Regions from separate parts of the Mus musculus genome. Here all the other regions are linked to region 4. Evidence: chromatin contacts called from public ChIA-PET, Hi-C, HiCAR-type and HiChIP or PLAC-seq data. All regions are on one chromosome and are shown on one strand. Each heading gives the region's core, a stretch centred on a gene start, on an enhancer-like site or on the middle of the called end of the contact. The rest is flanking DNA. Distances are from core to core; before and after follow the strand shown. Region 1 holds the start of Gbp6 (guanylate binding protein 6). Region 2 has its middle 47 kb from the start of Gm26519. Region 3 holds the start of Zfp644 (zinc finger protein 644). Region 4 holds the start of Zfp326 (zinc finger protein 326). Region 5 holds the start of Gbp9 (guanylate-binding protein 9). Region 6 holds the start of Gbp4 (guanylate binding protein 4).

What was found. Hi-C and Micro-C count contacts between places; a contact is called where the count stands out from the background. ChIA-PET counts read pairs in DNA pulled down with a chosen protein or histone mark. HiCAR-type assays count read pairs that join an accessible place to other places. HiChIP or PLAC-seq counts read pairs in DNA pulled down with a chosen protein or histone mark.
Region 1: a contact with region 4 is called in an RNA polymerase II ChIA-PET map of memory CD8 T cells, with 10 read pairs. The contact joins the promoter of Gbp6 here to the promoter of Zfp326 in region 4. A contact is called at or near these places in 4 of 39 promoter capture datasets (the 3T3-L1 cell line, 3T3-L1-derived adipocytes and liver), 2 of 115 datasets of contacts at active chromatin or transcription factors (astrocytes and memory CD8 T cells) and 1 of 9 other capture datasets (liver).
Region 2: an H3K4me3 HiChIP or PLAC-seq map of the 230-238 cell line shows a contact between it and region 4, with 9 read pairs. The contact joins the enhancer-like site here to the promoter of Zfp326 in region 4. A contact is called at or near these places in 3 of 39 promoter capture datasets (cranial neural crest, liver and maxillary cranial neural crest), 3 of 115 datasets of contacts at active chromatin or transcription factors (the 230-238 cell line, embryonic stem cells and large pre-B cells) and 1 of 9 other capture datasets (macrophages).
Region 3: a contact with region 4 is called in a HiCAR-type map of astrocytes, with 2.2 times the contacts expected there. The contact joins the promoter of Zfp644 here to the promoter of Zfp326 in region 4. A contact is called at or near these places in 8 of 39 promoter capture datasets (the 3T3-L1 cell line, the HPC-7 cell line, hippocampal neurons and 3 more) and 1 of 115 datasets of contacts at active chromatin or transcription factors (astrocytes).
Region 5: a contact with region 4 is called in an H3K4me3 HiChIP or PLAC-seq map of the 230-238 cell line, with 6 times the contacts expected there. The contact joins the promoter of Gbp9 here to the promoter of Zfp326 in region 4. A contact is called at or near these places in 2 of 39 promoter capture datasets (the C10 cell line and pre-B cells), 1 of 484 Hi-C or Micro-C datasets (embryonic stem cells), 2 of 115 datasets of contacts at active chromatin or transcription factors (the 230-238 cell line and large pre-B cells) and 2 of 9 other capture datasets (adipose tissue and liver).
Region 6: a Hi-C map of pro-B cells shows a contact between it and region 4, with 6 times the contacts expected there. The contact joins the promoter of Gbp4 here to the promoter of Zfp326 in region 4. A contact is called at or near these places in 2 of 484 Hi-C or Micro-C datasets (CD4 T cells and pro-B cells), 1 of 115 datasets of contacts at active chromatin or transcription factors (large pre-B cells) and 2 of 9 other capture datasets (adipose tissue and liver).

The regions. Positions count from the first base shown.
Region 1 is chr5:105,292,383-105,295,631 of GRCm38.p6, forward strand. It overlaps Gbp6 (guanylate binding protein 6), which reads right to left and starts at 1,317. Exons shown (of 11, transcript NM_194336.2): 1 at 1,244-1,317.
Region 2 is chr5:105,352,792-105,356,086 of GRCm38.p6, forward strand. No RefSeq gene overlaps it. Among named protein-coding and RNA genes, the nearest start is that of Gm26519, 47 kb to the right of the region's middle. Within about 2 kb of position 1,485, at least 31 of the 459 cell types and tissues checked have an H3K27ac peak or open chromatin away from gene starts, as enhancers often do. A contact at or near this core is called in the 230-238 cell line and liver, where this site is marked.
Region 3 is chr5:106,695,486-106,698,871 of GRCm38.p6, forward strand. It overlaps Zfp644 (zinc finger protein 644), which reads right to left and starts at 1,345. Exons shown (of 10, transcript NM_001363318.1): 1 at 1,047-1,345; 2 at 158-214.
Region 4 is chr5:105,874,907-105,878,448 of GRCm38.p6, forward strand. It overlaps Zfp326 (zinc finger protein 326), which reads left to right and starts at 1,662. Exons shown (of 12, transcript NM_018759.2): 1 at 1,662-1,792. The coding sequence starts at 1,777.
Region 5 is chr5:105,109,017-105,112,810 of GRCm38.p6, forward strand. Gbp9 (guanylate-binding protein 9) reads right to left here and starts at 1,276. Exons shown (of 11, transcript NM_172777.4): 1 at 1,189-1,276.
Region 6 is chr5:105,138,258-105,141,619 of GRCm38.p6, forward strand. It overlaps Gbp4 (guanylate binding protein 4), which reads right to left and starts at 1,329. Exons shown (of 12, transcript NM_001359079.1): 1 at 1,223-1,329; 2 at 462-560. The coding sequence starts at 476.

The sequences.
Region 1 (3,249 bases), core at 67-2,566, 580 kb before region 4:
GCTGATGTTTACAGTTTAAGCATGAATGCTGTTATTTTTAAGAACTACTTGTTTTTGTTGCACAACAATTCTATAGACCCATTGTTTCTTATAACATGTCTTTGACAAATATTGAGGAAGTGCCAATCAAACCATACACACAAGGACAGCTACCACACAAAGCAAAAACAAATCCATGTAACCCAGAATTTAGACAACTCAGGTGTCTGTACTCTGTGGCTAAGAATACAGAATATTACCTCATGGGAAACAGTCCTCGCTTTTGAGAAAATCAATACTTATGTCTGATCTAACAGCTCTTCTTTGATTACAACACAAACAAAATAGCAAAGAAGGACTTGGATGGACCTTTGAGCTGTAGTGATCATGGCAGCTGTGTTCACAATACCCACATTGTGGAGACAGCCCAGACTCCCACCAACAGATCACCAACAGATGCATACATTAACACAGTCTGACAATGTGCACAATAGAATATTATTCAGCCAAAGAAGGGAATAAAATTAACTACTGTACACAACTTTGTAGACCTTAATAGACTTAGGCTAGACACAGACTCCTACAGGTCAGACAACACATAACCTGCCTCCCCTGCCCTGCCCTCAGTCCCAGATGAGCATGAGGACATTATGCCAAGGAAGGAGAATGTGCAGAATCTCCAGAAGTTAGATACAGGTGACGTCACTTAACTCCAGAAACCAGGCTCTCTGCAGCTTAGTTCCATGTATGAAATAAGACTAGCAGCCCAAACAAAATGCACATAGCACTACGTAATCTCTACATCTCACATACAACATAAACATCAATATAGAACTGGATTATCTTCTTACACTTAATTCAAAGTCAGTGAGGTAGGAACTAAGTTATTTCCAGATAGATGTTTGCCAAGCTCTTGTGCTGAGTTTTCCTCACACGGTTCCTCCACAGAGACTTTCCTCTGCCTACAGTTGCCTGTGAACCAGGGCAGGAGCTGTTGTGGTCCCAGCTGAGGCAGGACCAGGGCTCTTCCCATAGTTTGTCTAACAGAGCAGGGCAGCCAGCAGTGTCAGGCTGCCACTTTGTATCTGTCCTTTATCAGAGGAAAGAAACTGACCTCCTAGACCTAAAGCCAGCCACAGCCCCCTGCAGACCAGAGAGCTCATAATCTGCCTCCCTTCCCCCTCCCTCAGTTGCCCCTTTGACTTGGAAATCAAGCTGAGGTCCAGACTAAGTTGCTCCTTAAAGAAAGGAAAAGTAAATATACCTGGTCCCACAGCACAGGTCCAAGTGCAGTTCTCAGCTGCTGCTGCCTCCTCAGGCTCCCTTCTGCTCTCCTCCCTCCTGCTCTCTTTGCTCCTCTTTTATGTAAGCTGACCACACACACACACACAGAGAGAGAGAGAGAGAGAGAGAGAGAGAGAGAGAGAGAGAGAGAGAGAGAGAAGGAGTTAAAAGAAATCACATGCTGCAGCAGAAACAAAACTGAAAGTAAAATAAAATAGGCCATGTTAACTTGGCCAAGACTGGAAAGGGAGGTCAGAGGTTCCTGTCTATCCCGAAAAGCCAGTGTGATACTCTGTTGCAGCCAAGGGACAGCAGGCCTCCACTGTGGAATCTGTTTACCTTCTCTTTCCTTGGAACCCATTTCCAGTTTCCTCCAGCCTTCTTGGCACAGATAAAGCACAGTAAAACCCAGGCAGCCATCAGTGGAAATTACAAAATCCGGGAGTATTGCAAGTGTGCTTCTCTCAGGGGAAATTCCCAGTGCTTTCTGATCAAACATGTTTAATGTTTTAAACATGTGTTTTCTAAAGCAGGAACCATCCCTGTTGCCATTTCTTCTGGGCTGCCCCACAATTACCTGGCAACAGCCAGGTGGGCATGACTCACTATAAAAGGGGCTGCTTGTACCCTCACATACCCCCCTCTCTTGCTCAATTGTCCTCTCTTCCTTTTTTACCCTCTTTCTTCTCTGTCCCTCCTCCTCCTTCCTCCCCTCTCTATCCCTCTTTCTTTGTCTCTACTAACCCCTCAACTCCCCTCTCCATGTCTTAAATAAACTGTATTCTATACTATACAATTGTGTGGCTGGTACCTCAGGAAGAAGGTAATGCTTCAACACTGGCCCTCAGAGGTACCCCTTTTCACCTCAACATACCAGGTATGACGTTTGTATATTCTTGGACCAGAGGGTGGCACCATTTGGAGATGTGGCCTTGTTGGAATAGGTGTGACCTGGTTGGAATAGGTGTGTCACTGTGGTTGTGGGCTTAAGATCCTCACTCTAGTTGCCTGGAAGTCAGTCTTCCACTAGCAGCCTTTGGATGAAGACATAGAACTCTCATCTCTGCCTGTGCCACGCCTGCCTGGATGCTGCCATGCTCCCACCTTGATGATAATGGACTGAACCTCTGAACCTGTAACCCAGCCCCAATTAAATGTTGTTTTTTTATAAGACTTGCCTTGGTCATGGTGTCTGTTCACAGCAGTAAAACCCTAACTAAGACACCAGACAGCCACCAAACATATACCTGACTTCTTTTTCTTTTCATAAAACACAACAGTCAATTTTAAAACCTGATTTTAAAAGAAGCAATTAAAGAATAGTAAGTAGGAGTTGTGTTCAATATAGAAGCTAAGAAAACTTCAGAGATGGAAGCTGAAAAATGAAAGCTTTAATTTCTGAGCCCTTAGGGAGGCAGACTGGGGTCTGAACTTTGTCCCTGATGGGAGATTGAACACCATTTGTAAAGGATGAAACACAAAGCAGGGGGGAGCTGTAGAGTGATCCATTGTGATTTCACAGGAAGGATTAAACAAGGGAGTACCCCTTAGAGGCGGTGTTGGCATCAGGACATCCCAAACCTGTGACATCACATAGGCGACAGCATGACCTGCTACCTTCTGACTGGTTGCCAAGACAACAGGCACCATATTCCCAACATCCACTTGACTCACCTGTGTTACATCATTTTCCATATAAATGAGGAGAACGCCCCTTCCTCACTCTCTCTCACCCTTCTCTTTCTGCCACTACCTTGTCTCTCCCTTACAATAAAACCTCTTCCACATGGAACTGCCTTGGCCTAGTGTGCTGTAGAGACTAGACCCGGCATTCTAACTCATCAGACTGGGCCATATCCAGGCACCTAGCTTCAAGGTCCTTAATTTATTCTCCTAGACATTAGGTGCAGAGCTCAGAGTGATGAAGGGACAAAGGAGCAGGTCAGTGGCATGGAGATAAACTCTTACCTTGTTTCAACTTCAGTG
Region 2 (3,295 bases), core at 235-2,734, 520 kb before region 4:
TCCAAGTTGGTTCTAACTTGAACATGCAGTCTCTAAGTACATGCCCACCAAAAGCAAAGGCAAATCGAAGGCTCCTCCATTTTCCTGTGGTGCCTGAGTGAGCTCAAAGGCTGACATAGAAGCTGCTGGGTCCAGATCTGAAGCCTGCTGCAGCAGACAAGATGCTGTGCTCAGGAGTGTGGCCCTAGGCTTAGGAACAATGGCGTCAGCTGACACAGAACTGAGTTCATTACTTTGTGGGAACCTCACTTCCAAATAGGAGACCCCAAAACTCAAAGACAAGTGTGGGGATCTCACTGAAGATCTGGAATGCCATTTATTCTAAAGACTCTGACTGTCACAAGTGAGGGAACCCACAGGCTCTCAACCCCTTATGCTTGGCTGCACCCTCTCCTTTACCTTATTTTCCCACTCTTGTTGACCATGAAAACATTCTCTAATGGGACTAAGGCATCACTCTTTCATTGTTCAGGTCTCTTCTGGTGTTCATATTCTTTTTTTTTTCATTTTTTTTCATATTCTTTTTCATGCCCCTGCCCTGCTCTGAAGGTATGTTGAGAGATTTTATAAATCTTTTGTTACAAACATTTTCATCAAGAATTTACATTGGATCTTAAAATAATAAACTTCTCCTTTTGCCTTTTTACTATATTTTCTCAGTAGCTATTCTCTGAGAGATGACAGGAAGACTGTGCACGAACACAGACAGCTGAAAATCACACAGCCACACTGACTTTGGAAGCCCTGTGGGAGGCTTTAACTGTGGAGGGCAGGGAAACAGCAGACACTGAAGAGTCACAATGACAGTTCTGAGACTTCAGTGAAGTTTTCAACCAAAACCATCACCCATGCCAGGAAGCCTTTCTAGATGTGACACATAGGTATGACAGTGTAAAATGCAGTGTCTACAAGCACTCTGCAGAAGTATCTGGGGTGTGGACACATGGCTTAGTTTGTAGATCCCTGGCCATTCAAGCCTGAGGACCTGAGATTAGATCCCCATGTGAGGCCATGTGAGGCTGCAGTGTGCATATGCAACCTCAGTGCTAGTGTGGCAAGGCACGTGACAGCGGCAGAAGAATACTGAGAAACAAAAGAGGTGCTCTGCCTCACACAGCATGGAGAGCAAGGACCTCCATCACAGTGAGACACACATGAACATGCACGCATTCATACAAACGTGTGTGCACACAGCATGCACACACACATAGAGACAGAGTCAGCAAGAAAGAAACTGAGAGACAGAACAGAGAAAGAGAAAGACACAGAGACTTTTTAAAAAGAAGAAAAATCTCACCAGAGTAAGTAGTTTAATAACCTTTGTACTTTAATTTTGTAGTTGGATATCTTGTTGGAGCCTTTAAAAAAATCACTTTCCTATTTTGCTGACACAAAATGCAACTGAGTTCCTAGAAATGCCTCATTTACACAACAGCTCAGTTGCTTTCAGTTTGCATCAGAATCATGTTCCAGGAAATGCCTTTCAGGGGCTGAGCTTTGTCAGGGTTGTCTCTCTGGCTGCCCGGCAACTCTGCTAAGCTGGAAGAGCATTCAGTTTAGAGGGTGAATCCTCAAAAGTCAAACCCCCAGACTCACAATTTCTTTTTTTTTCTTTTAATATTTTTATTAGGTATTTTCCTCATTTACATTTCCAATGCTATCCCAAAAGTCCCCCAAACCCTCCCCCACACTCCCCTACCCACCCACTCCCATTTTTTGGCCCTGGCATTCCCCTGTACTGGGGCATATAAAGTTTGCAAGTCCAATGGGCTTCTCTTTCCAGTGATGGCCAACTAGGCCATCTTTTGATACATATGCAGCTAGAGTCAAGAGCTCCGAGGTACTGATTAGTTCATAATGTTGTTCCACCTATAGGGTTGCAGATCCCTTTAGCTCCTTGGGTACTTTCTCTAGTTCTTCCATTGGGGACCCTGTGATCCATCCAATAGCTGACTGTGAGCTTCTGTGTTTGCTAGCAGACTCACAATTTCATAGCAAGTATATGCTTGGCACTCTTAAAGTCTTTCTATACTTCAACCGAATGTATACAGGCCTGCTGCACACATGAGCATGAACATGCACACACATGTGCACACATATGCACATATATTACAGTGCACAGACATGCACAAGTACACACAAACACACATGCACATATACAATACATGCACACACAGTACAGTGCACAGACATGCACACACACACACACACAAACACATGCACACACACACATACATGCACACACAATACAGTGCACAGACATACACACTCACACAGGCACATACATGTACACACATGCACATACATGATCTTGGGTGGTATAATAGGTCATCATTCAGGTCCCTGAGTTTGGTTCTCAAGGCTGAAAAGAGGGTAAGGTGCTTTGTTTTCTCAGGTTTTTCAGGAGCTGTAGTGTGTCAACACCATCAGACACCTCCTCATGCTCACCTCATAGCTTCCGTGCTCCCTGCTCCTCACCCTCACTCCTCTCCTGTGCTCCCTGCTCCTCACCCTCACTCCTCCCCCATGCTCCCAGCTCTTTACCTTCACTCCTCTCTTGAGCACCCTTCAATAGTCATGCTCAGTCTTCTCCCTCACGACCTTCAGACACTGAAACCTTAGGGGCTGAATTCTCTCTGAGAGCCGCTGAAGTTGACCAGCTCTCCCTTGGTGATCACAGATGTCTCTTCATTCTTCTGTACAAATCACCTCCTTATCTACTACTGATTCCTACAAGGAAAATGTACAGAGATGTGACCAAATGGGAAAAAACAGAAAGGAATTTTCAAAGAACCTAGTAAAAATGTCAGTTTGACTACCTCTCATGAGAAGTAGTTTCTGGTGTATTAAGACTTGGAATAAGTCAAGAATCAAAAATGTGACTTATTCACAACTGAAAAGACAACAATGACTTCCTTCTCACAGGCTGTGTGAGCATCAGCAGCCTCTGGAACATGTCTGAGGGGAGCCTCAGTCACTGGGCCTTCTACCCACTGTAGTGGTCAGCTGCCTTCTGCACAGCTACTGAGTTCTCATGCAGGACTAGAGTTGTCCCCAGACAAGGCACTAAGTATAGTTTGCAGCCCATACACTCTTGGGTGTATAACATTCACTGTATGGTGGTCATCCCACCAGGGGCTGCAACACTAAAAAAATAAAAACATGACTCCCTCAGCCCCCACCAGTAGCTGTGACTCCTCAGCTAGAAGTGGAATTCTGTGTCCCCTTCCATCTAGCCAGGACCAACAACAGTGATAGTATTTCTACCACATTTTTTTAGAGAGGCCCTGGGTTT
Region 3 (3,386 bases), core at 95-2,594, 820 kb after region 4:
AACTTTTCCACTAATGTCGCTAAACCATGGATGGATCCCAACACGAGAGTCGTCTGTGGAAGTCTCGCAACAAGAAACCACCTAAGTTTCCAATCACGGGGAAGGGTCTGGGACAACTCATCTTCATGTTCTCGGGAGGAGTGGACGGAGCACACACCTGCTTTCCTCTGGCAGAGATTAAGCTCCCAGGGACACAAAGGCCAGGGAATCAGACCTGGAGAGGCAAAAAGCTTTAGCTAGATACCCACCAAGCCCCGTGGCCACCCAAACACTTCGAGTGTTTTTTTTTCTTTTTTTTTCTTTTTTTTTTACCTCTTGGAGTTACTTCTCAGGCACTTAGCGGCACAAGATGTTGCAGACCAGTGGGAAGAAGGGGAAGGCTATGCGCTCTGGTCCCAAAGTCAGGGGAGGGGTGTGGACAGTTACCTCCAGGGCCGGGGCTACAGGCCCGGACAGAGTAGCCTAGCCGCGCACGGGGCGCCGCCTGACTGCTCTCGGACCGCCCCCGTTACTCGGGGAGTTACAATGGCGACCGCAGGGCTCCCCGGACCTCCGGGTCTCGGCCCCCTTCCCCCTACCGCTCACTGGCTGCTCCGCTACATGTGACTAAACAAAACCCCCCGAGTCCAGAGCCCGGCTCGGCCCCTTTGTGTCCGCCACCGGATCCGCCGCCGCCGCAGCGGAAAGGCACCCCCCGCCCCGCGCGCCCGCCTCCGAGTCCCGCCCCGCGGCGGCCGCCGCCGCTCACCTAAGGTTCCGCGGCCCCCCGCGACCGCCGCCTCCCGGACCCCGCGGCCCGGGCTCCTTGTGCAGCAGCAACTCCGCCTCCTCGGCAGCAGCCGCCATCTTAGCCTGTGCGGCAAAACGCGTCCTTTCCGAGGGTTGGGAGCCAGCCTAGGGCGTAGCTCCCCGGGCCCGAGCGCCGCGGGCCGGGTCCCCCCACAACTTCTTCCGCCACCCTCAGTCCCGCCACCGCCTCAGCCCGGACGTCCGAAACGCGGCCGGGGCCGGGGCTAATCCGACCGAATAAGACCCCCGAAACTCACAGTTTGGTGCCGTGTGCGTCAAACCGGGGCGACGTTGGGAGCGCGCGGCGTCCCCGCGTCACACGCCGCTCTGTACGCTACTCGGCTCCAACGGCCCCCTCCGCTCCCCGCTTCTCGCCTCCGGCCTCGGTTCCCACGGCGCAGGCGCGCGGCTTTCCCGCCTCTGCCTGGCCGCCGGCCGCCGGGGGAAGCCAGCGAGGCGCGCCCGTGCTCTCGGGCCGCCGGAGCTCCCGTGCCAATCAGACCCACGGGGGGCGGCAGCAACGCTGCACCGCTGCTCTCCCGTGCCAAAACCAAACAAGGTCACCTCCCCCAGCGGTGACCTAACCACTCCGGAGGAGGTTCCCGCCCCAAAGTAGGCACGCTCCAAATATGGTGGCGACCAAACTCTGCAAGACCCAAGTACCAGGAATGCCTAGGCCCTTTAAGGTGGAATAGGCCCATCTCTGGTGTCTGCAATCGCTAGTTTGCCAAAAACCTGTTCCCTTTTCCAGCTGTTGAAAGAACCAGCAACATATATCAGGCCTACCTTGGAGAACTGGCACAGACAGGTTTTATGATGTTAAACAGGCCAGGTGGCAAAAGCATCAGGTATAGAAATTCAGTTACCCAGACAAGACACCCAAAAAGAAGGCCCGGATTTGGGTTCCTTGGACTCTGCAAGGGCAGATTCTGCACTAAGGAACATGCCTTGATTGTCCAAATTGGAGTCATGCAAAGAGACGTCAGAAATGCTGGTTAACTCTTCAGGTAATCAATAGATTCCCCAGAGGGTCTTCTAAATCTCCCTTTTAACAAGCATTCAGCCATGGGCTTCTGAGGGAAGCAGCGCACTAATTAGAGGTATTCGCTTTGCTTTTGAACCGAGTCAACAAGTTCCTAACCTGTTGAAGGTGAGCTAAACGTTCTAGAATACTCTGATGGGCCTGCCTTACTAAATTCTTTGGTTTCGCTGAACTTTTTCTCATGAAAAACTTTAAAACGTTTTTTAGTAGTTAAGCAGTAATCATGAACTATGCACCTCCAAGCCTTCGAGATATTATTAACATTCACAGGAATACACCATAATTACATTTATTTGTCAAGAATGGGAGTATCTTTCCTGAAAAACGGTGCCTTCAGAAGCAGCAAATGTATCCCAAAGAACGAACATTTCACTATCCACTCTAATTATTTCGCTTGCTAGTAACTGCTGACAACTAGAGTTCATGCTGTGTGTGTGTCAGGCATTCTTGTCACCTGTTCAAGTTCATTACAACCTAAAGTGGCAAAGAGAGATTAGACTGTTGAGCTGTTTCAAAATGAAAGCTTTCCTTCATATATACGAATAGATAGATACACAACAAATAAATCTGTGTCCATTTTCAGCCAACTGCTTGGAGGAGATGCACTTTAGAGACTTATTCTCATCTCATGAGTTTGGGTTTTGCTTGAATGTATGGCTGTGCACCGCATGCTTCATGCCTGGTACCACAGAGTCCAAATGAGCCTCAGGAAGGACCTGAAACTGGAGCTGCAAATGACAGGCCATCATGTGGAAATATCACAAGGGACCTGATCCTGAGTCCCCAGCAAGCACATAAGGTACTCTTGGCCAGTGAGCCATGTCTCCTGACCCACCAGGTCTGTTAACCTGCAGAACTCAAAGGCCTATCACCTGGAACCAAGCCTTGCATACTTCAGGGCACATTTCAGATATATAAAATATATCGATGTATGGGATCTCCAGATACTTTGTGTGTGTGTGTGTGTGTATTCAGATTATATAAAGTGTTGAATAAATGAGTTTCCATAGTTCTAAGAAAAGAGTCTACTTTCATCTTAGTAGGGAGTGGGGAGGTTAAAAACATAAAGCTTTTAAAATTATAAACAAAAGCTCTCATGAGAGTCAGGCACGGTGGTGAGTACCTTTATTCCCAGCACTATGGAGGTGGGGGAATTGCTAATTTGAGGCTAGCCTCGTCTATAAAGAGACTTCCAGAATAGCTAGGGCTACACAAAGAAATCCTGTTGAGAAAAATAAATAAATAAACGAATAAATAACCTCATAAAACAGAAAATAGACTCAGTATGCAAATACTTTCCTATAAAATATATCTAAAGTTTAATTGAACTGGGGAGATGGCCCAGGGGGCAAAGCGCACTGTTCAGTGTGAAGACTAGATGGAGTTCAGATTCCAGAACTCTTGTAAGAGCTGGATGGACATGACATCAGGTCTGTAACTGTAGCCTGTGAGGCTCAGAGACAGGGATCCTTACAGCAAGCTGGCTAGCCAGACTCACTAAATGCTCTTGGTTCAGCAAGAGACACTGCTGAATACATGAGATAGAAAGCAATCA
Region 4 (3,542 bases), core at 412-2,911:
CTCTTCTGGTGTGTCTGAAGACAGCAACAGTGTACTTACATATAATAAATAAATCTTTAAAAAAAGTCTTTATAAAGACGAAAGAGAGAGAGAGAGAGAGAGAGACAGAGACAGAGACAGAGACAGAGACAGAACAGGGTGAGAGGAAGGGGAATACAGGGAGAGGGCAAGGGTCAGGCAGTATCTCTACCTTTTGTTTGTGTTCTATGTTAGGCAGCATTGGACAGATCTACTCAGAGCCTTAATGTGGGAATGACATGACCAGTTGGCATCGGACCCCATTACAGATGGCTGTGAATCTCTTTGTGGTTGTTGGGAATTGAACTCAAGACCTCTGTAGAAGAGCAGTCAGTGATCTTAACCACTGAGGCATCTCTCCAGCCCTGTATAAGCAAGAGTTTTGCAGGGAGACAGTGAGTATCCTAACTCAGGTAGTGGCCACGAAAATGGAAAGGGTGGGGCCGACCTAAGATATCTTAGGTGGGGTAAGCAGATACAAAAGTGTGTGGATTGGAAGTAGGAGGCTGAAAGAGCGGTGAGCTAGTCTCGAGTGGACTGGACCGAGTCAGCCTTCTGGCTGGGATTAGTGGGCGGTTTGCTCACCGCCCCGTGAACAGCCAAGAGAATACACGAGGATAAGCAGGTCTGAGAAGGGAAATTGTGAGTTCAGCTTTCAGCCCAGGTGAACAGAAAACATGTGTGGGAGGGGAGAAGAGAAGGAATTGGGAAAGGGTGGAGAACAGGATGAGTCAGGGAGGGTGGAGGAGGAAGAGATGAGCAGGAGGACACAAAGCCGTGCCCAGATTTGGGGCTACTGTGGTATACCTCCCTGTGCTTCCAGTTTTATTTCCGGCTTCCTCCGAACTGAGTCTAGCAAATTGAGTGCAAAGAATTGATGTCTGGCTTCCTATCTAGGTAACCAATTTGTTGTTAATGCCATTTGCTCTGTGAGGACAGAGAGAAAATTATTTAAAACTGTGGTTCAAGTCCACAAGAGTCTTCCCATAGTGTTCCTGAGTGAATACCTTTGCATCTGCTCCAACACAATTTTAAAAGTGGAATAATCTCTTCCTCCCCCTCCCTCCCTCTCCCCTTCGAGCTGAACGGTGGACTACTTTCTTCCTGCCAAATCTTTCCCATCTGTGAACTTTCACAGTTGCTTTACTACCTTCAACCCAGCAGTGGCTAGCAGCCTGTCTTGGGATAGTCTTATGATCCTGTCCTATTTGGCAATCAGGGTTCCTGTGCACGCCCCACACTTCTGTGTGTCAGAGGAAGGAACTCCATAAGTAGTGAAAAAAATCTCTCCTCCTCACTCCTTCAGCCAACAGTAGCCAAAGGTCGCCATGTCATTTAATGAGTTTCTGCAAGAGAAAGGCACTCCCTCCTGGACCCGGTTGCTCTTGCCAGGCTCCAACATGGCCGGCCAACCGGAGTCCTTCCAGAACATCCCTCTCCAGCCTTCCGCACTCCCGTTTCACCTTCCGTCCCCCGCGATCCCCAGGGTCAGGACCCAGGAGCCTGACAACTGCCTCGCTTCCCGCCCCCCTCGCGAGACCCGCCCACCACCCCGCGTCGGCCAATCGGAGGCGGTGCTGCGACGACTGGCAGGCCCGCCCGACCCCGCCCCCAGCCTCGCTGTGGCCTGCGGCTTCCCGGCTAGTAGCGCCGCTGTCGGTCGCGCGGGCCGGTCGTGTGGACACTGCCGTATCGCGGGCTCTTGCCGCGGGCCACAGCGAGCGCAGCGCGGAGACCGTCAGCCCCGCGGCGTCGAGCATGGACTTCGAGGACGGTGAGCGGCGCGCGGGGCGGGCCGCCGTGGCGGGCGGGCGGGAGGGAGGGCGGCGGGCGGCCTGCGCCGGGGGTCTGTTTACCGCCTCAAGATGGCCGTGTGGCTTTGTTCTGTGGGCCGCGCAGCGACCGCGGGCCCGGCCCGGAGCCCTGTGGTCCGGGAGCCCCACGTGGGGGTGCGGCCGGCCCGGGGCCCTGCTGTCTAGGGGGTCGGCCTAGCTGCGAGCCTCGGGGCCTCGTCCGCGGCCGCCTGCAACTTCCTGGCCTCGCCGAGCGGCGACCGGGCCCACGGGGCCCACGGGGCCCTCGGGGCAGCGACCCGGTGGCGGGTGGAGCCGGTCCTCACCGTGTCGCCCCGGGCTCTGGAATCTTGCTCGACACAGGCTGCCTCGGGCTCGTGCGATGCTTCTCCGTGTGAGAGGAGTATAAAGGGCGTCTCTAGGCGTTCCATCGAGATGGGCTTCGGTTCCCCCAGAACCAGAATCTGCAAGTTATTACCACGTAGCCGACCGAGCTGTCTAATATCTCACCCAGGTTACCTGCTAGTGAATACCGCGTCTGAAACAGCTCCGTGACCCAGTGCATTATCATTATTATTTTTGTTTTTAGGGGTGGTAGTGGTGGGGCTTGTGTATGAATGCTACCTAAGTTAGAATTCTGGCACAGCAAGCCCCAGATGCCCTTCACGTTCAGCTAGATCGGTGCACAGCAGCCCGTGTTGGACTTGCTGGTTAAATAAACCGAATTGTAACGTTGCTTTTCAGCTTTCCCTGGCCGTGAAGTACAGTTAATTTGGTATCTTCAAACCTTGCTCAACTTTTATAGGAATCAGTGTCAAGATAAAGTGATCAACAGTAGTGATAGTGTTAGGGAGCCGAGGAACAGTTTGTAGGATTAAACTGGGTGTAATCTCGAGGAACTAGGTATTTCTAAATAAAACCGGTTCATTTCTTGTGAAGGAAGCCTCTGCCTCCACCAGAAATGGGCTTTGACATTGAATGAGGTGTGCTTTTTTGGCGTAGGTCGTATTGCATGAGCTTTTGATTTTTGATTTGCTACAAGAGGTTGAGGCTGTCAAGTGTAAATATAGGAAAAAGAATCACCCTTTTCGGAGTACTTTTCGGTTGCTTTGAAATATAGTTCAGCTCTTCAGGATAGCATACCGTCCTGCTTGTGCTTCGGGGTTGGACAGTGACTCATTCTGATATAGGTGACTCTAAATTACTACTATGTGCACTAGTCAGAGTTGACATTGAAGAGAAAAAGTATGTTTTAGACCAAAGTTTGATGACACTACCAACCTATGTGGTGTGCCAGAAGTTAACCTTGTAGTGTGTGCAGAGTGGGAGGAGTCAGTCAGTAAGGAAATCCATTTTCTGTAGAGGATTGAAAAATAGCGGTCAGATTTGGAGTATTTGCTTTCATTATACTTATGATAAAAATAATGAACAATGTTAGAGATAAATAATCTCTTAACAGCCCATCCGTAGCCACCAATGCTGCAGTTGGGCTGTAGATTTGAGTGTATCTGACTCTGATCCTGTCATGTGCCAGGGTTCAGTTATATCTAGAAGCTCCATATTCAATTCCGTTCTTCCAGTCTTTATTTGTAGAGTTAAATAAAGGCTTTAACATTATGCCTGGATGGATACAGCCCACGCTCATACATATATGCATATGTGTTTTTTAGACAGGCTTCTAAAGTATTTAGAGAGAACAGATGAAGTGGTAAAACAAATACTGACCTTGAA
Region 5 (3,794 bases), core at 26-2,525, 770 kb before region 4:
GTTCATTATAACGTGGCTTTGAAAAACAGTGAGGAAGTGCCAATCAAATCACAAAGCATCACTTCATACACACAAGGACAGCTACCACACAAGGCAAAAACAAATACATGTCACCTGGAATTTAAACAACTCAGGTGTCTGTACTCTGCAGCCTAGAACACAGAATATTACCTCACAGGAAACAGTCCTGACTTCTGAGATAATATATAGTTATGTTTGACCTAAAAGCTCTTCTTTGATTACAACATAAACAAACTAGAAAACAAGGACTTGGATGGACCTTTGAGCTGTATTGATCATAGCATCTGTATTTACAATACCCACAATGTGGACACAGCCCAGTCTCCCACCAACAGATCACCAACAGATGCATACATTAACACAGTCTGATAGCATGCACAATAGAATGTTATTCAGCAAAAAAAAAAAAAAAAAAAAAGGAATAAAATTCTACTGCACACTACTTTATAGACCTTCATATACTTAAGGCTATCCATGGACCCTGCAGACCAGACAACACAGTAACCTACCTCCCCTGCCCTGTCTTTAGTCCCACATGAGCATGAAGACATTATGCCAAGAAAAGAGAATGTGCAAAATCCTAAGACGTTAGATACAGGTGACATCACTTAATTCCAGAAACCAGGCTCTCTGCAGCTTAGTTCCATGTGAAATAAGACTAGCAGCCCAAACAAAATGCACATAGCACTACGTGATCTCTACATCTCATACAACATAAACATCAAGAGAGAACTGGACTATTTTCTTACACTTAATTCAAAGTCAGTGAGGTAGGAACTAAGTTATTTCGAGATAGAGGTTTGCCAAGCTCTTGTGCTGAATTTTCCTCACAGGGTTCCTCCACAGAAAGACTTCCCTCTGACTACAGCTGCCTGTGAACCAGGGCAGGAGCTGTAGCTGTGGTCCCAGCTGAGGCAGGACCAGGGCTCTTCCCACAGCTTCTCCAACAGAGCAGGGCAGCCAGCTGTGTCAGGCTACAACTTTGTATCTGTCCTTTGTCAGAGGAAAGAAACTGACCTCTTAGACCTAAAGCCAGCCACAGCCCCCTGCAGACCAGAGAGCTCATAATCTGCCTCCCTTCCCCCTCCCTCAGTTGCCCCTTTGACTTGGAAATCAAGCTGAGGTCCAGACTAAGTTGCTCCTTAAAGAAAGGAAAAGTAAATATACCTGGTCCCACAGCACAGGTCCAAGTGCAGTTCTCAGCTGCTGCTGCCTCCTCAGGCTCACTTCTGCTCTCCTCCCTCCTGCTCTCTTTGTTCCTCTTTTATGTGCGCTGACCACACACACACACACACACACACACACACACACACACACACACACACACACAGGATGCAGCAGAAACAAAACTGAAAGTAAAGTAAGCCAAGGCATTGTTAACTTGGCCAAGACTGGAAGGGGAGGTCAGAGGATGCTTAGTGTCAGAAAAGTCAGTGAGAAACTGTGTTGCAGCCAAGGGACAGCAGGCCTCCACTGTGGAAAGAGTTTACATTCTCTTTCTTTGGAACCCATCTCCAGTTTCCTCAGCCTTCTAGGCACAGATAAAGCACAGTAAACCCAGACCCCTATCAGTGGAAATGACACAATCTGGGAGGATTGCACGTGTGCTTCTCTCAGGGGAAATTCCAGGTGCTTTTTGAGTGAAGAGCTTTAATGTTTTAAACGTGTTTTCTAAAACAGGAACCATAACTGTTGCCATTTCTTTCTGGACTCTGTCCCACAGTTTCCTGACAACAGCGAGCTGGGCATGACTCACTATAAAAAGGGCTGCTTGTCCACTCTGCCCTCTCTCTCTCCCTCTCTCTCTCTCTCTCTCTCTTTCAATCTCTCTCCCTGAGATCTTCCTCTCTTCCTTTCTTACCCTCTTCTTTCTCAAGTCCTCTCCCTGCTTCCTGTCTCCCTCTCTCTGTTCCTCTTTCTCTGTCTCTACTACCCTTTCAAATCCCCTGTCCATGTCCAAAATAAACTCTATTCTATACTATACAATTGTGTGGCTGGTACCTCAGGAGGACAGGATGCCTCAGCATGCCCCCACCCCCCATACCACCTTCCACTTCACCATACCCCACCTCCACCACACATATCCCTGGCTTCTTTTTCTTTTTCAGAAAACACAACAGTTGTTCTGAAAACTGTTTTTAAAGAAGTAATTAAAGAATAGTAAGTAGGAGTTGTGTTCAGGGTAGCAGCTAAGAAAACTCACTTCAGAGGTGGAAGCTTAAAAATGAAGCTTTATTTTCTGAGCTCTTAGGAAGGCAGCCAGTTTGGGATCTGAACTTTGTCCCTGATGGGAGATTGAACACCATTTGTAAAGGATGAAACACAAAGCAGTGGGGAGAGCTGCAGAGTGTGATCCATTGTGTTTTCACAGGAAGGATTAAACAAGGGAGTACCCCTTGGAGACTGGGCCATATCCAGGCACCTAGCTTCAGGGTCCTTAATTTATTCTCCTAGACATTAGGTGCAGAACTCAGAGTGATAAAGGGACAAAGGAGCAGGTCAGCAGCATGGAGGTAAACTGGTACCTTAATTCTACTTCAGTGAACTCTCTCTCTATTCATCATGAATATTATCAAATACCTATTTCTGTATAGAAAGAAACAAAAGTACCAAATAATGTGCGACAATGAAATACTCAATGCACAGTACCACACCAGAATATGACTTAAAAAGGAGACTCACAAATCCTCTGACCTTGACTCCTGGTCCTAAGACTTATACTAGTGAAGATGTAAGAGCAGAAAACATTGAGTTACTGTAGAATGTTTGTACCATGATTGTTGTCAGGTAACTATGCCATAGAATATTTTTTTTAAATACTGGGTGGTCAAAGACAGAACATTTCCATCTGGAGAGTATAAATTTATACTCTGTGGACCTGTTGAAGCTTTCAGCTCTGGCGTTGCCTCCTGAGGATGAGCGAAAGGGAGTTACACTAAGCAGTGGTACAGTGTTTTAGGCCTCGTTTTCATCATTCCTACCCAAGTAAGTACTGCCTCTACCAGTGTGATGGTTTGTATGTGCCAGGCCCAGGGAGTGGTACTGTTAGGAGGTGTGGCCTTGTTGGAGTAGGTGTGGCTTTGTGGGTGTGGCTTTTGGAATGGATGTGCCTTGAAGACCCTCAATCTATCTGTCTGGAAGTCAGTATTCTGCTAACAGGCTTCAGATAAAGATGTAGAATTCTCAGCTCCTCCTTCACCACGCCTACCTGAATGCTGTAATGCTCCCACTTTGATAATGGACTGTAACTCTGAACCTGTAAGCCAGCCTCAAATATATGTTGTCCTTTATAAGACTTGTCTTGGCCATGGTGTCTGTTCACAGCACTAAAACCCTAAGACAGCCTGCAAGTATTGATGGTCAATGAGATACTGAAAGATCCCCAAGGGCAAATGTGATCCAAAAGCACCCACAGACGTGATGGTTTCAATATGAAAGGGTTTTCCAGAGTCTGCTATGGACTTTTGTTTTGTTTGGGCAGAACAAATATCAACATAGAAGTTGGCCTCTTGAGCAAATGCCTCTTGACAACACTTCCAGTTTCTGTCTAAGCTGGATTTGCATGCTCTCCCATTTCAGTTACATTCATATTTTCACACAGAAAGTCATCAGAATACACTAACTATAAATTGGGAAATCTGGAGTAACTATGCGAAATTGAATGCAAATTAATCCATTCAAGACCTTAGAAGCATATAAGTAAGACATAGCTCTATTGTAGCTCTATCTATGATACTGAAAGTGACTTTGTACACACTGAGCATTGTTTGACA
Region 6 (3,362 bases), core at 79-2,578, 740 kb before region 4:
GCACAAACTAGGTTATTTTAAGAGCTACATGGTATTGTTCCTCAATAATTCTTCAGTCCCTGTGACAAACATTGAGGAAGTCCAAATCAAACCACAAGGCATCACTTCATACTCATCAGGACAGCTACCACACAATGGGAAAACAAATCCATGTAACCCAGAATTTAAACAACTCCGGTGTCTGTACTCTGCAGCTAAGAACACAGAATATTTCCTCATGAGAAACAATCCTGGTTTCTAAGACAATGGAAAGTTACATTTGATCTAACAGCTCTTCTTTGATTTCAGCACAAACTAGCAAAAAGGACTTGGATGGACCTTTGATCTTTAATGATCATGGTAGCTGTGTTCACAATACCCACAATGTGGATTAAGCCCAGTTTCCCACCACAATGTGATGGCACACCAAATTGTATATTATTCAGCCAGAGAAGAGAATAAAATTAACTACTGTACACTACCTTGTAGACCTTCATAGACTTAAAGCCAGCCACAGACCTCTGCAGGTCAGACAACACATAACTTGCCTCCCCTCCTCTGCACTCCAGTCCCAGATGAGCCTGAGGACATTATGCCAAGGACAGAGAATGTGTCAATCCCCAGAAGTCACAGATTCCACAACACTGTCTCTCTGCAGCTTAATCCCTTTAATGAGATAAGAAGAGCAGCCCAAACAAAATGCAGAGAGCCCATGTGATCTCTACATCACACACACACACACACACACACACAGACACACAGACACACACACACACACACACACACACACAAACCCTAAACACCAAGACAGAGCTTGACTACTTACTAAACTTAAAAAGATGATGAGGTACAAACTAAGTTTATTTCCAAAAAATATTTGCCAAGGTCAAGTGCTGAATTTTCCGCACAAGGTTCCTACATGTTCCTTTGACAACAGTTGCCTGTGAACCAGGGCAGGAGCTGTTGCTGTGGTCCCAGCTGAGGAAGGACCAGAGCTCTTCCCATAGTGTGTCTAACAGAGCAGGGCAGCCAGCTGTGTCAGGCTACAACTTTGTATCTGTCCTTTGTCAGAGGAAAGAAACTCACCTCCTAGACCTAAAGCCAGCCACAGCCCCCTGCAGACCAGAGAGCACAGAACCTGCCTCCCTTCCCCCTCCCTCAGTTGCCCCTTTGACTTGGAAATCAAGCTGAGGTCCAGACTAAGTTGCTCCTTAAAGAAAGGAAAAGTAAATATTAAATATACCTGGTCCCACAGCACAGGTCCAAGTGCAGTTCTCAGCTGCTGCTGCCTCCTCAGGCTCACTTCTGCTCTCCTCACTTCCTGCTCTCTTTGCTCCTCTTTTATGTGCGCTGACCACACACACACACACACACATACACACACACACACACACACACTCACACAGGATGCAGCAAAAACAAAACTGAAAGTAAAGTAAACCAAGGCATTGTTAACTTGGCCAAGACTGGAAGGGGAGGTCAGAGGATGCTTAGTGTCAGAAAAGTCAGTGAGATACTCTGTTGCAGCCAAGGGACAGCAGGCTTCCACTGTGGAAAGTATTTACATTCTCTTTCTTTGGAACCCATCTCCAGTTTCCTCCAGCCTTCTAGGCACAGATAAAGCACAGTAAACCCAGGCCCCCATCAGTGTAAATGACACAATCTGGGAGGATTGCACGTGTGCTTCTCTCAGGGGAAATTCCAGGTGCTTTTTGAGTGAAGAGCTTTAATGTTTTAAACCTGTGTTTTCTAAAACAGGAACCATCACTGTCCCCTCTCCCTCCCTCCCTCCCTCTCTCTCTCTCTCTCTCTCTCTCTCTCTCTCTCTCTATCTATCTATCTCTATCTCTCTTGCTCAGATAGTCCTCTCTTCCTTTCTTACCCTCTTTCCTTCTCCAGTCCTCTCCCTGCTTCCTCCTCCCTCTCTCTGTTCCCCTTTCTTTGTCTCTACTACCCTCTCAAATTCCACTCTCCATGTCTTAAATAAACTCTATTCTATACTATACAATTGTGTGGCTGGTACTTCAGGAGGAAAGGATGCCTCAGCAGGAGCCCTCAGAGACACCACCTTCCACCTCACCATACCCCGCCTCCACCACACATATCCCTGGCTTCTTTTTTCTTTTTCAGAAAACACAACAGTCCATCTAAAAACTGTTTTCAAAGAAGTAATTAAAGAATAGTAAGTAGGAGTTGTGTTCAGGGTAGAAGCTAAGAAAACTCACTTCTGAGATGGAAGCTTAAAAATGAAAGCTTTATTTTCTGAGCCCTTAGGAAGGCAGCCAGTTTGGGATCTGAACTTTGTCTCTGATGGGAGATTGAATACTATTTGTAAAGGATGAAACACAAAGCGAGGGTGTTGGGTGGGGCTGCAGAGTGATCTATTGTGTTTTCACAGGAAGGATTAAAGAAGGAAGTACCCATTGGAGACTGGGCCATATCCAGGCACCTAGCTTCAGGGTCCTTAATTTACTCTCCTAGACATTTGGTGCAGAACTCAGAGTGATAAAGGGACAAAGGAGCAGGACAGCAGCATGGAGGTAAACTGGTACCTTAATTCTACTTCAGTGAACTCTCCCCCTATTCATCTGTTAGCTCTGCATGGCCACCTATTTGCAGGCCCAGGTAGAACTCACACAAGAGTCCACACCAGGACTGGGAAGAAGTTCATGTCAGCAGGTTCTTGGATGCCACTAAGGCCAGGGGAGTCTCTGGTCTGGAGCTCTTGTCAGTTGAGTGGCACTTCTGAGACAGGATTGAGGGGAGCAGCAGGAGCAGGGCTGCCTCTAACACTTGCTTAAGCCTTTTGTTCACTTCAGCACTCAAGTGAATCTACAAAACATCAGGATAAATCTCTATGATCCTTTGCCTGTGTTTCTCTTCTATATTATATCGAGAAAGAGAAAAAGAGAGAGAGAGGTGTGTGTGTGTGTGAGTGAGCACAGGTGTGCAAATGCACGTATTTGCTGAGGTCTTGAAAAAGTGCCTCTTACTGCTTTGCTATTCTAGCTGACAAGTGAGCCTCAGGGCCTTGCTGTCTCTGACCCCACCCCAGCCTTGGGATGACAGGCACACACTGCCATGCCCAGCTTTTCACTGAAGATCCAAATTGACTTCCCCATGCTTGCATAACAAACAGTTCACTGAATAAGGCATCTCCTTAGGTCTCCAGATATCCTCTAGATCCATCCATTTGCCCAAGAATTTCATGAATTCATTGTTTTTAATTGTTGAGTAGTACTCCATTGTGTAATGTACCACATTTTCTGTATCCATTCCTCTGTTGAGGGAAATTTTTATGAGTCCACAAGGTGTCATAGATGCACAGGCAGCTTGCACTCTCTAGTGAGCTGCTTTGGAGAGGGCTTGTCAAGGGTGCCAAC